Regions from separate parts of the Mus musculus genome. Here region 1 is linked to region 2. The links are chromatin contacts, called in public HiChIP or PLAC-seq maps. All regions are on one chromosome and are shown on one strand. Each heading gives the region's core, a stretch centred on a gene start, on an enhancer-like site or on the middle of the called end of the contact. The rest is flanking DNA. Distances are from core to core; before and after follow the strand shown.

Region 1 (7,392 bases), core at 3,264-5,763, 130 kb before region 2:
AAGTCTTAATTATATAAATCAGTCGCAGTAGTTTGTGATTTTAATCCCAGAGCTGGGGAGGTAGAGCCAGCTGCATCTCTGGGGCTCACTGGCCAATCAGCTTAGCCAACTTGGCAAGGTCCAAACCAGTGAGAGAGCCTGTCTTAATAAAATAAAGTGGACAGCTACTGAGGACTGATATCCAAGGTTGTCCTCTGGCCCTGCACACACACACATACACACACACACACACACACACACACGCCTGCATAGATAACAAACATTGGAAATGTTCCTCCCCTTTCCCAGGGCTCCTTCTTCTCAACTTTTCCTTCTGGAAGGGTCTTCTGCTGCACAGCGGAGCCCCAGGCTGCCCCACAGCCCGCCTCGCTTACCTGTGTGAAGTTGAAGCCCATCAGTATCCCGACTGGGTCTTGAGCAGCAGTTAATGGAGGCGGCAGCCACTGAGGGCAGGCATTTGACGCGAAGGCCCAGGAAGAAAGCCTCGGCGCAGCTCCGAAGGTGGTCCAGCAGGGGGCATCCCGCCAGCCCCTCGCTCAGATCTAGCAACACAAGAGCCCATCAGCCTGATGTGGCCTCCTGCCCAGTGGGCAAATCCATGCTGGCCCCTTGGGTGAAACAAGCCAGTTTCCTTACAGGGCAGGCAGCCCCGTGTGGTAACTCTAGGTAGACAAAGGCATGTAAGCTTGGCCAGCTGGCATAGGCAGAAGCTAGCCGGCACTATACCAAGAGAAACACAGCTGGGCTAGGACAGAGGCATCGGTTGACAGTGGTAAGTCAGGAAATCTGCGACAGGGAACAGCCACCAGAGGGAGGGGCACAAGCTTATCCTGTGCTACTTGGACAGGGTACAGATCTAGGATGGCAACAAGGGGTCTGTGGTTGCATGGTCTCCAAAGCTGTTAGAAATCCAGGCTTGGGGGCTGGGGATGCGGCTGCGTTGGTAGAACGTTTACAGAGCATGCACATGGCCAGGATCTACCCCCTCACTGTAAACCTGGGCATGGTGGTGCACACCTATCATCCCAGGACCCAGGAGGTGGAGGTGGGCGGGAGTTTAAGGTCATCTTTGGCTAAATAATGAGTTCAGGGCCAGCCCAGACTGCATGAAATCCCCCATATCAAAAAAAAAAAAAAATACTAAGAGGGCTGGAGAGACGCACAACAGTTCCGAGCACAGACCACTCACTCGTGTACAGAACACAAGTTCAAGTCCCAGCACCCATGTTGGGCAGCTTACAACTGCGTGTGACTCCAGAGAAGACAACTCTCGTCTCTAAGGGCATAGGCACTCACATGCACAAGAGTACACACAGATACAAATACACATATTAAAAATTTTAAAAAGGATGGAAAGAAGAGGGGAAGGGAGGGATGGAAAGAGGGAGGGGAGAAGACAGATTCTAGGTCCAACCTGGTCCTCCTACCAAGACCCAGCCAATGACGTGGATAGAGTGACTGACTCTAAAGCACACAGGAGCAAGGCTGTGGGGTGCTGGGCAGCAGGAGGCACAGTAGAACCCTGATCCTAACAGCAGTAAGTAGCTGCTGCAGAAAACCCAGGCTGGGCTGAAGAGATGGCTTAGCGGTTAAAAGCACTGGGGTCTTGAGTTCAATTCCCAGCAACCACAGGGTGGCTCACAACCATCTGTAATGGGATCTGATGCTCTCTTCTGATGTGTCTGAAGAGAACGACAGTGGACTCAAATACATAAAATAAATAAATTTTAAGAAGAAGAAGGAAGAAGAGAGGAGGAGGAAGAGGAGGAGGAGGAGGAGGAGGAGGAGGAGGAGGAGGAGGAGGAGGAGGAGAAGAAGAAGAAGAAGAAGAAGAAGAAGAAGAAGAAGAAGAAGAAGAAGAAGAAGAAGAAGAAGAAGAAGAAGAAAGGGAGAAAGAAAGAAAGAAAGAAAGAAAGAAAGAAAGAAAGAAAGAAAGAAAGAAAGAAAGAAAGAAAACCCCAGACTGGCCACTGAGGTACCATTCAAAGGGCCATGAAAAGCAGGGTATGTCACTGTCTCAGGAGCCATACCCTCCACCCACCATTCTGAAGCTAACATCCATAAGTGTGGCCCTCTGCCAGGTATGGCCCTCCTAACTGTGGTATACTGAGAATACAGGGACCAGATTCTCCCTCCTCCCTCCCTAGCATCTCTGGCTGAGCCATTTTCTAAGCCCTTGTTGCTCCAAATCTGCCAGTCTCTTCCTGATGAAGAGACCTAGAGAGACTCACTGTGAATCCCCAAGTCCCCTCAATGCCCAGCCCAGTGTCTTCCAAGAGAGCAGGAGGCCAGTTAAGATTTGCCTTCAAACCTCCTCCAGAATCCATCTCTACCATCAGGCAAACCCTAGATACTTCCAACCTCAGCTTTCCAGCCTGTAAAATGAGTATTCCTCTGAGCATCAAGCACAGGTCTAGGGCAGTGTGTGTTATAACTAGGTCATGGCCAGGAATGAGAGCACACACTATATAACCAGTATAGACCAGTAGGGGGCAGGATGCTAAAAAGACAAGTCACTCTGCCAATCTGAGTACCTAGCTGACCCAGACCATCTCCTTCAAGCCAAATCTGCCTGGGGCTGTTTCTTACTAGGGGGATCTGGGCAGATGCTCTACCACTGAGTCACACCCCAGCCCCTCACTGGGAGATTCTAGGCAGGGGCTCTACCTCTAAGCCATGCCCCAGCCCCTCACTGGGGGATCTGGGCAGGTGCTCTACCACTGAGCCATGCCCCAGCCCCTCACTGGGGGATTCTAGGCAGGTGCTCTACCACTGAGCCAGCCCCTCACTAGGGGGATTCTAGGCAGGGGCTCTACCACTGACCCACACCCCAGCCCATCACTGGGGGATTATAGGCAGGGGCTCTACCTCTAAGCCACGCCCCAGCCCCTCACTGGGGGATTCTAGGCAGGGGCTCTACCACTGAGCCACACCCCCAGGAGTCCAGATGACTCCAGCCCATCTCTCCTACCTATGGGCTGCAGGTAAATGTGTTTCCGGGCCAGGCTCTGCTTCCGGAGCTGCAAAGAAGCATGGAAGGTCTCGAAATCCTCAGGGGCTTCAGGGCGGCTCAGGAGCCAGTCATAGGCTGAGTGAATGAGCAGTGTGCTGAAGAGAGTCCGGTTAGGGTTGTAGGCCTCAGACAGGAAGAGTCTCTCCGACGGGGAAAAGGCTGAGGTATACATCTGCTTCAGGGCCAGGTCACAGGAGATCAGGGCATCCTTCAGGGCCCGGGGCCCGAAGCTGAACTCCTGGGGTGGTTTGCACTGCACCATGCCGTGTGTTTGGCCGCTGGCCACTCCTTTGATTTCCTTTTCCGGGCCATGAATCTCCCAGGGGACAGCCACGGTCTCTTGTAGAACCTTCTCTCAGGCTTAGAGAGTACCCGCTCAGGGCTCCCAGAAGATGGAGGCTGGACTGAGAGACCACGAGGCTTAATTCTGCCTCTTCTGAAACTTCTCAGCAAGGTGAGCAGAAAAAAGCCTGCTGACCCCCTGTGGAGGACACATGGGGCCCAGTCACTGCTCTGAGCACACATGACTGTCTCTCAGACAAAACACAGTTTTCCTGTGAACTGGAGTCAGAATGATCTCATCTACACACACTACAACCCAAATCAAGTATAAAGGGGTGTGGACATGTATGCATTTATGTGTGTGTGTGTGTGCGGTGTGCGGTGTGTGTGTGCGTGTGCGTGTGTGTGTGTGTGTGTGTTGGGGGCAGGAGAGCAGAGGCTGATGTCAAGTCTATCGCTATCCACCTGACTTTTGGAAAAAGAGTCTCTAACTGAACCCAGAGCTTAAAAGTCCAACCAGCCTGGCTGGTCATCAGGCCCACAGAGCTGCCACCTCAGTCTTTCATATGGGTGTTCGGGATTCAAACTTATGAATCCCTTATCCATGCTTATGTGGTAACGTTCTACCCACTGAGCCATCTCCTCATTCCAGAATTGAGTATGGACGTGCATTTCCATAGGACTCCACCCCTGCTCTGAGCCCAGAGAAGCCAGGCATATATAAGGAGGTATCTACCCTTCAAGGCTAGGGAGGTTCCTTCACGGAAGGCAGAGGCTGCTCCTCCTGCCTTTTATGATCACAAGACCCACCCTGTCCCCTCACAGAGCCACCCAGACCCTCCTCCCAAACCATAGGGTTCCTTGCAGGAGCATCGTGTGCACCCAGGGGCTGTCTTCTGGGGAAGACGCCGCCCCAGTGTCTCCCAGACCCTGGTTTCTAGAGTGTGAACATGGTCTAAGATACAGTTCTAACAGTCAGGAGCCAGCATGCTGACCACAGCAACCTGGAACTGTAGGCAAGCAACCAGGTAGACAGGCGGAGGGACTGCCCGCTGTGGTACTCAGTGCCTACCAGCATCCTCCCTCCTGGGAGTGTTTCTTTCAGGTCATGCTTGGCTCCAGCAACTGGCTGCTTGGAGCTTCCTATTGCATCTCAGTGCAGGGAAGTCAACCGAGACAGGAACACATAACACAGACCACGGGAGGCAAGGCGCCGCTTGCCTCCTCTGCCCTCGCACGCACCCACACCCAGCTCCTGCAGAGGAGGAAGTGCGGAGCCATGGAGGCCCTGCAGGCGGCTAAGCACCTGACTCCTCACACATCCCACCAGCTTATTTTTGTTTCTGGAAGCCAATCACACCACCTACTTAGACTCCACGCTCTGCCCCAGGCCTGCACGCAAGCAAAGCACCCCAAGCTGAAGCCCAGGGGCCGTGCTGTCTTACGGTGACCTCTGAATTGTGCTTCAGGGTTGTAGCTATGTCAGCTTCTCTCTCTCTCTCTCTCTCTCTCTCTCTCTCTCTCTCTCTCTCTCTCTCTCTCCCTTTCATTCTTTTTTTTCTTTCTTCTTTCTTTCAGTGCTAGGGATAGAACCTGTGGCCTGACCTAAGTTGAGTAAAGCCTATCCCCGAGCCACACCCCCCAGCCCCTCACTGGGGGATTCTAGGCAGGAGCTCTACCACTGAGCCACACCCCAGCTCCTCACTGGGGGATTCTAGGCAGGTGCTCTACCACTGAGCCACGCCCCCAGCCCTCCTTGGGGGATTCTAGGCAGGAGCTCTACCACTGAGCCACACCCCCAGCCCCTCACTGGGGGATTCTAGGCAGGAGCTCTACCACTGAGCCACACCCCCAGCCCCTCCCTGGGGGATTCTAGGCAGGAGCTCTACCACTGAGCCACTCCCCCAGCCCCTCCTTGGGGGAGTCTAGGAAGGGGCTCTACCACTGAGCCACACGACTACTCCCAGAATTACCTCTCTGTAACTGGAATTGTGTCATTTCTTTGCAGTAGCCCAGGAGGGTCTACTTCACAACTTCTTCAAAAGGAGAAAAAAAGGGAGGCCCTGATACCACAGACATCCTGAACCCCTCAGATGTTAATCTTGCCCACCATATTGGCCACTCTGAAAATTCCTTAGAAGCTGGAAAGTGGTGGCACACACCTATAATCCCAGCCTCAGGAGGCAGAGGCATCTCTGGGTTCCAGGCCAGCCTGGTTACAGAGTGAGTTCAGAACAAGGACAGCCAGGGCTACACAGAGAAACCCTGTCTCAAAACACTGAGGAAAAAAGAAAGGAAGGAAGAAAATTCTCAAGATCACTTTGTGAGTCAGATAGGTGTGTGTGTTTGTGTGTTTCTGTGTGTGTGTGTCTATGTACATGTACATGTGTCTGTGTGTGTCTGAGTGTATGTCTGTGTATGTGTTTCTGTGTATAAGTGTATGTGTGTGTCCGAGTGTATATATGTGTGTAACTGTGTGTGTGTCTGTGTTTGTCTGTGTGTATGTTTGTGTGCATCTCTGTGTGTGTGCCTGTGTGTGTGTATGTATCTGTGTATGTCTGTCTGTGTGTCTCTGTGTGACTATGTGTCTCTGTGTGTCTGTGTGCATCTGTATGTGTCTGAGTGTATGTGTGTCTCTGTGTGTGTGCCTGTGTGTGTGTCTGTGTCTGTGTGTGCCTGTGTGTCTGTGTAACACACATGCAGAAGCCAGAGGTCAATGTCGGGCAGTCTCCTCAGTCACATGCCACATTATTTTTTGAGACAGGATGTCTGGTTAAACCTGAAGTTCACTAATTCAGCTAGACTGGCTGTGCAGTGAGTTCCAAGGAGCCTCCCTCCCATCTCCATCTCCCCACAACAGCGCTGCAGTTACAGATGTGGACCACTACTCCTGCCCACTGAGTTGTATAATAGCCACTGAGCTATCTCTCCAGCCCAAGACCGTCTCCAACACTTTATTCAACTTCTAGAACAATCTTAAAGTGTGGTTGTCGTATTTACCCATCTTAATTGCTAAATAAACTGAGGCTCAGAAGGGCAAAGCCATATTTGAAAGGTTGCATAGCTAGTTTAGTTCCCTCCCTCTAATCCCGACTTGTGGAACCTCTGCTATCCATAGGGTCTTCCCCATGGGCACTCAATTCCCTTTTACTGCCACACATAGTGGTCAGGGACTCCACTGCTGCTAAACACCCCTGCTCAGGCAAAGCCATGAGAAATGTTTGTAGTCCGTGAGACAGGGTCTCACTCTGCAGCCCAGGCCTGGACCAAGAGCCTCCTCCACGCTGTTCCATGAATGTTGCATACACCCAGCTAACCCAGGGCTTAGAAGAACTAGACACAGCAGCTCCAGAAGACACTGGATGCTACATGTCATGCCTGCAAATCCAATACTTGGGTGGCTGAGGCAGGAGGATCACCATGAGTTCGAGGCCAGCCTGGGCTATATAGTGAACTCCTATCTCCCTCTCCCCCTCCCCCTTCTCTCTCTCTCTCTCTCTCTCACACACACACACACACACACACACACACACAAGCAAGCCAAACAAGTAGGAAAACAAATGGCAACAGAGCATGATGGGATATGGGGGGAGGGGTAGTGATGACCAAAGGACTCACCTTCCAACATGGACCGGAGGTTGGTTTGACAAGGTCTGAGTTTGGGCACCAGAGTAAGCAAGCCCCTCTGTCCCTCCTCAAGTCCTTGTCTGAGGTCTGGTAACCCGGATGTCTACACAGACAGCATTTCCTCTCAAGCAGCCTCTGTGGCCATATTCACCCTCGGGGGATCTTTAGGACGCTCCTATCCCCCACTCTCCGCTACTAGCTCAGAGTTTCCACCCTGTATGGCAAGTCTTCACAGGACCACACTTCATGCAGAGGCTGAAGCTGGAGGAGGAAGTGGTCCTGACAGCCGCAGGAGAAACTGCAGGAACTGTGAGGGCCTCTCCACCACTCCCGCCCATCCTCTCAGACATGCCAGATCCTCGGAGATGGCCCCCGAGCTGTCCCCTGTGTGTGTCCTGGCTGCCGCCACCCTGCTAATGATCATGACAGTAGCTGTCCAGTAGCCTGCCGTCATCCCACAGACCTTGAGA
Region 2 (7,235 bases), core at 4,597-7,096:
AAGCTCACCCTGGCTGGGGCCCCCAGCTCCATGCCGGCGGCGAGGTTGGTGCCGCTGTACCACACCTCTGTGGCTGCCAGCTCTGTGCCAGCTGCAAGGGGCTTTTGACGACCAGAGCAGAGGGTAGCAGGCCTCTGACTCATCCAGGCAGGAAGGAGGCTCATGGCCCGTGTGCAGACTGCTCCACCGTGACCTTTCCACCCTTACAAATGTCAGCTTCCTCATCTAGAAGTAGGGCCCCAAGCCACCGCCACCAGGCCCTGTATGCCAAGGACCACGGCCACCACTGGGGATCCCCTACTCTGAAAATCCCAGGCAGCTGCCTCAGGCCTTAAAAAGCCAAACTACAAAGCCAAGGTGGGGTCAGGCTCTGGCCAGTCACCCCACAAGGCAAGAGCAGTTACCAGCAAGGGCCATGCCCAGCCCACTTGGGGGTGCTGAACCCACAGCTGTGAGCAATGTCTGGTGGAGTGCAGGACAGATCTCTAATCAAATGGTGTGGGGAAGAAGGCAAAGGACACAGGGGTGGCAGGTAATGAGGACCTAGCCCCGTGAGTCCGGGGTCAGGTCAGAGCAGGCAGCCACCTACAGAAGGGCAGCAGGTGGGCAGCACTAGCCTGCTTCTCTGTAAAGGAGCGGAAACAAGGAGACCACAGGGAAGGAGTGTGGTGAGGATCCCCCGATCAGCCAGCCTCTGTGGCTGGATTTGAGGAAGGTCCCTGAAGAGCCTCAGAAAGATCCGAGTCCTCGCCAGCTCTACCCACGAGTGAGCAGCCTGGGTACTGCCCATCCTCAGAGGATACATGACAGGTGTATCTCATGACAGATGAGAGGCCAGGCAGTGTCAGCAGAGTTGACAGGGAACGAAGATCTAGGGGGGGTGGGGGTCATCCACCTCAGCAGCCTGGCTGCCTGACTTTGGTCATCCTCATTTAGCCTGCTTTGAGCCTCAGTTTTCCTGTCTGGAAAATGGGTCTCTGGCCAGCCCCCACTAGCCACTGCACCTCCTCCAGAAAGGTCTGGACACAGTGAGGTTGACACAGGGCATGACCTGATCAAGCAGCTACCGCCATCAGCCCTGTCCAATTCCCACCTCCCAACATGGTATCAACCCATCAGAGGCACATCTACACCAAGCTGGCCATACTTCATCTATTTTAACACTAGTTTCCCTCCCAAGTCGTAAACTTGTTGAATTCTTCTTCTTTTTTTTTTTTTTTTTTTTTTTTTTTTTTTTTTTTTTTTTTTTTTTGGTTTTTCGAGACAGGGTTTCTCTATATAGTCCTGGCTGTCCTGGAACTCACTCTGTAGACCAGGCTGGCCTCGAACTCAGAAATCCCCCTGCCTCTGCCTCCCGAGTGCTGGGATTAAAGGCGTGCGCCACCATGCCCGGCTAACTTGCTGAATTCTTACCAATTGCCTTCTTCTCTATGTCATGACTGGGTCTCCCCTGCCCTCATCTGAAAGTCCCCTCGAGTTACCTTGATGGACAGGTGGCTTAGCCCCAACTCCCAAGCAAGACTAGGGCCCCTTGGGTTGCTGCAAAGAGCACCTTTATTCAGAGGAAGGACGTCACCATAGCAACAACACATCAATTCCCTGAGAGCTTTTCCCTTATCATCATTAGCTTGCCTAGTTAAGGTCTTTGCAAAAAGAACACAGAATACAGCCCAGGGGTAGGGGAGTGAGGAGTTGGGGGTGGTGGGGGTGAGGTAAGTCTTGGGGTGCTGGGGAGGGTTGGGGGGGAGCAGGATTCCAGATACTGGAAGGCATAAATACAGTACTAAGGCACTCATTGTCCAGCTTTCCAAAGACCAAGCCTGTCTGGCTTCCACTTTTTTCTGATCCACAGAAAAGATAAAATAAGACCCTCTCCAGCCCACCCCAGAAAACAACCACCCCCCACCTCCTTTCACACCCACCCCTCCCCTTTCAAGAAAGAGCACAGTAAAAAAATACTGTCACAATATGTACAGGCACACCCACTATGGGCGACTTTCTCTCTACTTTGGAGAGGAGATAAAATTCATAGCTCTGAACCCCACTTGGTGTGGGAGACAAAGATAGGGCATCAGAGGGTGGGGCTGAAGACTTCGCCTCCACCCTGGAGGGCAGGGGGTGGGGGAGCATTGTTCACCAGAATGGCACCAGGCAGCGCCCGGGCCAGAGCTCACAAGGGGTCCAGGCCTTTACTACCCAAATCAGCTTCCCTAGGACTGGGCACAGCTCAGCTGACAGGGAAGGCTCCAGATAGGTGCTAGCACCCCAACATAAGAGACTGCTACAATCAGCACCCACGGACCCCTGAGTGGAGCCCCAAGGCCTCACCCACCCCCACTGCAGAGATCCAAACACAGATCCCACACAACTGCCCTCGGAGTGGTGCTCAGAGTGTAGTTAGGGACAGACCTGCCACTCCCTGAAGAACACGACTGCCCAGCAGTCTGCAACACGGGTGGGCACGCCACACAAACACACAAATATAGACATACACACACATACACATAGCCCTGAAGAGCCTCGGACACCAAGGCCAGGGCATACAATAAAGGTCCCTGGGCCCTTTGGATACCAGGGGCGCCCAGGGACAGAGTTTCAACCACGACTGCTAGAAGATGGCGGAGCGAGGACACCAGGGTGTGTCTGGGTACAGGTGGCAATGGACAGAGCGGAACCTGTTGGGACAGAGTAAAGACTGGTCTGCGTGGGCTGGGGGTGCCATGGGCCCTCTGGCAGTCCCAACCATGGGGTTCCTGCCACCCCCCCAACCCCGGGGGTACTTGGTGACCCTCTACGAGTTCTTACCTGGATGGGTCAGCTTCCACAGAGAATGGTCCCTTGATGTGCACTGCGTTCCGCTTGTTCTCAAACATGCCATAGCTCAGGGTCACCTGCATTGGGAGCAACAGGATGATGCTGGAGAGGTGGCAGTCCTGCCTGGCTATTCCTGCTGCTGTCCCTTGAGCCAAGGACACTGGCTCGGCCCACCTGGGGATGAAGCCCATGGTGGGGCCTACGACCATAAGGGAGACAGAGCAAGAGTGTCCCCTCAAAGGGCATGATCAGCAACTTAGAAGAATCTATTTGACTTTCTGTTTTGGAGGAGCTAGAGAGTGAAACTGGGGTACCTCATGTGGACCAGCAGGCTGTGACACCTGAGAATGAGGAGTCTCTGATATCCCTATTTAAAACAGTGACCCTGGGCTAGCCCAACTAACTGCATAAACTGGATGTGGTAGTACACTCCTACAACCCTAGCCCAGGAAAGTGGAGTCAGGAGGATCAGGAATTCAAGGTCATTCTCAACTACATATCAACTTCAGGGCTAGCCTGGGCTATAAGAGACCCATCTCTAAGTAAATAAAAAAATAAATAAATGAAAACATACATACACCCCACCCCTAAACGACTCTGAATCAGGTGTGGTGACACACAGCTGATTCCTAGCATATGGGGGGCTACAGCAAGAGGATCAAGGCTAGCCTGGGCTACATAGTGAAGCCCTGTATCAGTATGCCTATAATCCAGCTCTCAGAGGCAGAGGCAGGTTGATCCCTGAGTTCGAGGCCAGCCTGGTCTACAAAGGTAGTTCTGGACAACCAGAGCTACACAGAGAAACCCTGTCTCAGAAAACCAAAATCAATCAATCAATAAATAAATAGATAAAAATTGTCCCTTCCTTGGAGGCACCCTCTCCCTTCTGTCCCTCAACTGTTGAGTTCTCTGCTTGGTCACCCAGGCCTGGGGGCCACATGCGCACCTGCTCATGAAGCTCGGTGGTGGGCACCTGCTGCAGGTTCTCTAGGTGGGAGTGGAAGAGGCCGCTCCGGATGAGGGGTACACCCAGCAGAGCCTCTACAATGTAGCCAATGGTGCAGTCATCGGGGAGCCGGATGCGCTCTGCCGTGCTCATGAAGTGTCCTCCACTGCAAGGGAAGGGCCCGGGGAAGAGTAAGTAGAGGCTGAAGCCAGTAGCTGGGCCATGAGTAGACAAGACTTTGCCAAACTGGCCCCAAAAAGAGGGAGTCCACTATGCCCCGCCCCGCCATGAGCCAGAGTCCTTCCATGCCGAAGACTTTATCAGAGGTAGAGAGAGTGGCAGAAAACACAGCTACCTAAGGCAGGGAGAGAATAGCCCAAGCCAGACGCTGCTGCTGCAGGGAACCCAGGACCAAGAGCGAGCACCAGGAACAGTCTGCTGTCAGGGGTAGTGGCAACTAGGCAGGGGACACTCACCTGGCCCATGGGCCCATCTTTAGGGCCAGCCCTCGGCTGATGCAGAAGCCAGCTCCTCCGGTGGCAAACCAAAAGTGGACAGGTCTCTGGGTGAAGTGAAACAAGGGCTGTCAGGAGACTCCTGGTTGCAAAGGTGGCTCAGCCCCTCCCTAACACCTCAGGGTGTGTGCTACCCTGGGAGACACTCACCACTTTGTGCTCGCTGATCCGTTCTGTGGCCTGGATGGGCCTGTCCAGGCTGGGCTTGCCGATGTACACGTCTTGGGTGTGGGGATAGCTGGCCAGGAGCCGCAGCAGCGCCCGGAGGTTGACGTAGTTGTCATCATCCACGTGGCAGAACCACCTGAACACAAGGCGGGAGGGATGCTGTCAGGGGCTGCAGACAGGGGTCGAGGGCTGCCGGGCTGCCAGGGAAGGGGCACGGATGGGGCACAGAGGGAAAGGTAGGAACTCACTTCTTCCCAGACTCAATGAATCGGTCATACTCCACAGCCATCTTGCAGGACAGAGCCTGGCGGCTGTGGGCCGAGGAGCAGTTGGTGAGCACCACATTGCCTGTGGACGGGGAGGGCCCGTAAGCAGGCCTGGTCCGCACAAGCGGCAGGCATTTCTCATTGCTTCGAACCTTAGCCCCAGCCCTGCCCAGCCTAGCCCCCTCCCCAGGGTAGCCACCGCTGCCCATTCATTCAGCCAGTTTTTTTTCCCCCAGTACCCGCCACCTGTTGCTGCTAAGCGGGACTCAAAGGGTCCCCAGAGGACTGAAAGGGTCTCCTCTGCATAAGAATCGGGGCCCGGGGAGTGGTGGGGCGGGGCATGAAGCAAACAAGCCGAGTGAACTGGCCTCTTAGCCCCGAGGCGGCAGCCAGTGACCTCACAGCCTCGGGGGAAGAAGTTGCTTGGGACCAGCGCCTCCCACCCTCATCCCCACCCCCAAGCCTGGGACCAACCTGTGAGCTTGGCCAGAGCTTCGTCCTCCCCATCAGTGAAGATGAACGTCTGGAAGAAGAGACAGGATCTTGAGCCTTCCAGCTCCAAAGTGCCCTACGAGGACCACAGCCAAGGCACCCAATCTAGACTCCTCCCCCACCCTGCACTGAACTGCCTGAATTCTCCACTGCACACAGAATGTGTGCTCAAGTGCCCAGGGGGAGTGGCAGCTGGACTGGCGGGCTGGCTGGCTGGGGGAGGTGGGCTCACTCTCCAACTTCAGACAGGTGGGCCCAAGGTCACCACAGGCAGCTGGGAGGCACGAGCCAGGTGGGATGCCCCCCCCACCAGCCAGGTAAACGGGCTTCAACTAACCCTCCGCCAACCTGTGCACCTGGCGGGGCACACACCCTTATTGACACAGCCTGCCAGCCCGCCCAGCCTGCAGGCTTTCCAAGCTGTGGGAGGGGGCGGGGGACAGGAGGAGGAGGTCGGCTTTGGGAAGCTGAGCCTCACTCACTCGGGTCGGGGACAAAGGCCTCTGCTGGGCCGCTGCCAAGCCCTGGCAGACAAAGGGACCCGAAGGGAGGATGAATCACCAGCCATTGTCCGCCAGCTTTGTCCTGGGCTGGGCCAGCCTTAACTCTGCCGAGTTAAGCAGGAGTGGCCGGGCTGTCATTTCCATACAGCTGGCCTGGTTAACTGGGCCGGCTGGGCAAGAGGTCCTGTGCGCGGGAGTATGGGTAAGGCCATTGGTCGCTCGCGACTCTGGCCTGGACTTCCTCCTGTGCCCCATAGAAGAGGTTTCCCCAGCCATAGCACCCAGTCAGGTTCTGGGAGGTCACGGCGGTCAACATGGTAGTAGCAGAAAAGGATTCATGTCTCCAGGCCCACTGGGGTATCTGAGCAGCCGGGTGAGGCTTCAGAGAGGAAAACTGTTCCCCGCTTACAGAAGGCTTTGCCCAGGGCCACAGCCAAGACTCCACCTGGCCCAGCGCTGGGCCACCCCCTGCCAGGATTGCACTGCGGAAGAGGAGGGGGGCGCCGGGGCGGGGCCAGGAGCTGCCGGCGCCCGCCTGGGCCCGTCGGCACACGGGAAGGAATGTTCCTTCCTCCGCCGGCCCGCCCAGCGCGTGCCGACTGCCGCACCCTGGCATTGCAGAGTGCAACCCTAGGGCGGTTGGGGGCTGCTCACAGCAGAGGCAGCAGGCTCCCCAACATCCACCAGCCTTCCCTCTGCTTTTGTGCACAAAAGGGTCCCAAGGAAACCTGGGTGTGAGCATGCAAACACGGAGGTCAGCATGTACCCAGCCAGCCACCCAAGAAACCCCAGGTCTACAAGGGTGGCACACCATGCCTCGAGCAGCCTTACTCCTTTACCCAGGCTGATCCCATACCCAGATGCTCACTCCAGTGAAGCCCAGGTTAGGAGATGAAATGTGGGATCTATATCATCTGCAAGTATGCACCCCCTCCTTCCAGGTCTCTGCAGACACCCGGGGCAGCCCACACGCACAGACTCGCTTGCATCCAGCACACCCCCCCCCCCCCGCACCCTAGCATCTCAGCCCAGGAATGCCGTGGGAGGTACAGAGGGCCGGCTTGTGCAGACGCTGCTGCTGGATTAAAAGGAAAATGCTTTCTTAATGAGATCAAGAGAGAGGCCTGTTCTCCCGCGCTTCGATGGTGTCCTAAAAACCCAGCCCAAGGCTACGGAGATTAAAGTCACCTTTGTTCAGTGGGGGGGGGGGGGGGGGAGGCCCAGAGAACAGTCTTTGAGAGGCTGAGTGTGGGGTGTGTGGGTATTCTGCCTGGTGTATCTCCACAGGAGAGGAGGGGGGCAGGGGTACCTGTGGGTATCACTCAGTCCACCGGAAACTCTGTAAAATGGGCACAACACAGCTTGCCTGTGCACAGCCAAGTGCTAGGGATGGACTCTCCTCTCCCAAGTGTCCCTGGGAAGTGAGTACCATCTTCTTTTCTCCTTGGCATATAGTTAAGAGACCAGAGAGGACACTGGCCTGTGGCCACACTCAGGAAGAAGTAATGGGAGACCCTGATCTCAGTCTGTC

The links. HiChIP or PLAC-seq counts read pairs in DNA pulled down with a chosen protein or histone mark.
Region 1: a contact with region 2 is called in an H3K27ac HiChIP or PLAC-seq map of bone marrow-derived dendritic cells, with 4 times the contacts expected there. The contact joins two enhancer-like sites. A contact is called at or near these places in 6 of 39 promoter capture datasets (the C10 cell line, the HPC-7 cell line, embryonic stem cells and 3 more), 2 of 15 datasets of contacts at CTCF or cohesin (embryonic stem cells and pro-B cells), 55 of 484 Hi-C or Micro-C datasets (B cells, the BV-2 cell line, CD4 T cells and 33 more), 5 of 115 datasets of contacts at active chromatin or transcription factors (bone marrow-derived dendritic cells, memory CD8 T cells, microglia and 2 more) and 3 of 9 other capture datasets (adipose tissue, liver and pancreatic islet).

Annotation. Positions count from the first base shown.
Region 1 is chr5:140,737,167-140,744,558 of GRCm38.p6, reverse strand. It overlaps Amz1 (archaelysin family metallopeptidase 1), which reads right to left. Exons shown (of 8, transcript NM_173405.2): 3 at 2,972-3,494; 4 at 375-542. The coding sequence starts at 3,275. Among named protein-coding and RNA genes, the nearest start is that of Gm30745, 8.9 kb to the left of the region's middle. Within about 2 kb of position 4,513, at least 27 of the 459 cell types and tissues checked have an H3K27ac peak or open chromatin away from gene starts, as enhancers often do. A contact at or near this core is called in bone marrow-derived dendritic cells, cerebral cortex, hippocampal neurons and 1 more, where this site is marked.
Region 2 is chr5:140,609,847-140,617,081 of GRCm38.p6, reverse strand. It overlaps Lfng (LFNG O-fucosylpeptide 3-beta-N-acetylglucosaminyltransferase), which reads right to left. Exons shown (of 8, transcript NM_008494.3): 2 at 5,184-5,232; 3 at 4,692-4,791; 4 at 4,426-4,579; 5 at 4,237-4,322; 6 at 3,761-3,926; 7 at 2,806-2,891; 8 at 1,537-2,675. The coding sequence ends at 2,609. Among named protein-coding and RNA genes, the nearest start is that of Lfng, 6.1 kb to the right of the region's middle. Within about 2 kb of position 5,846, at least 252 of the 459 cell types and tissues checked have an H3K27ac peak or open chromatin away from gene starts, as enhancers often do. A contact at or near this core is called in bone marrow-derived dendritic cells, cerebral cortex, hippocampal neurons and 1 more, where this site is marked.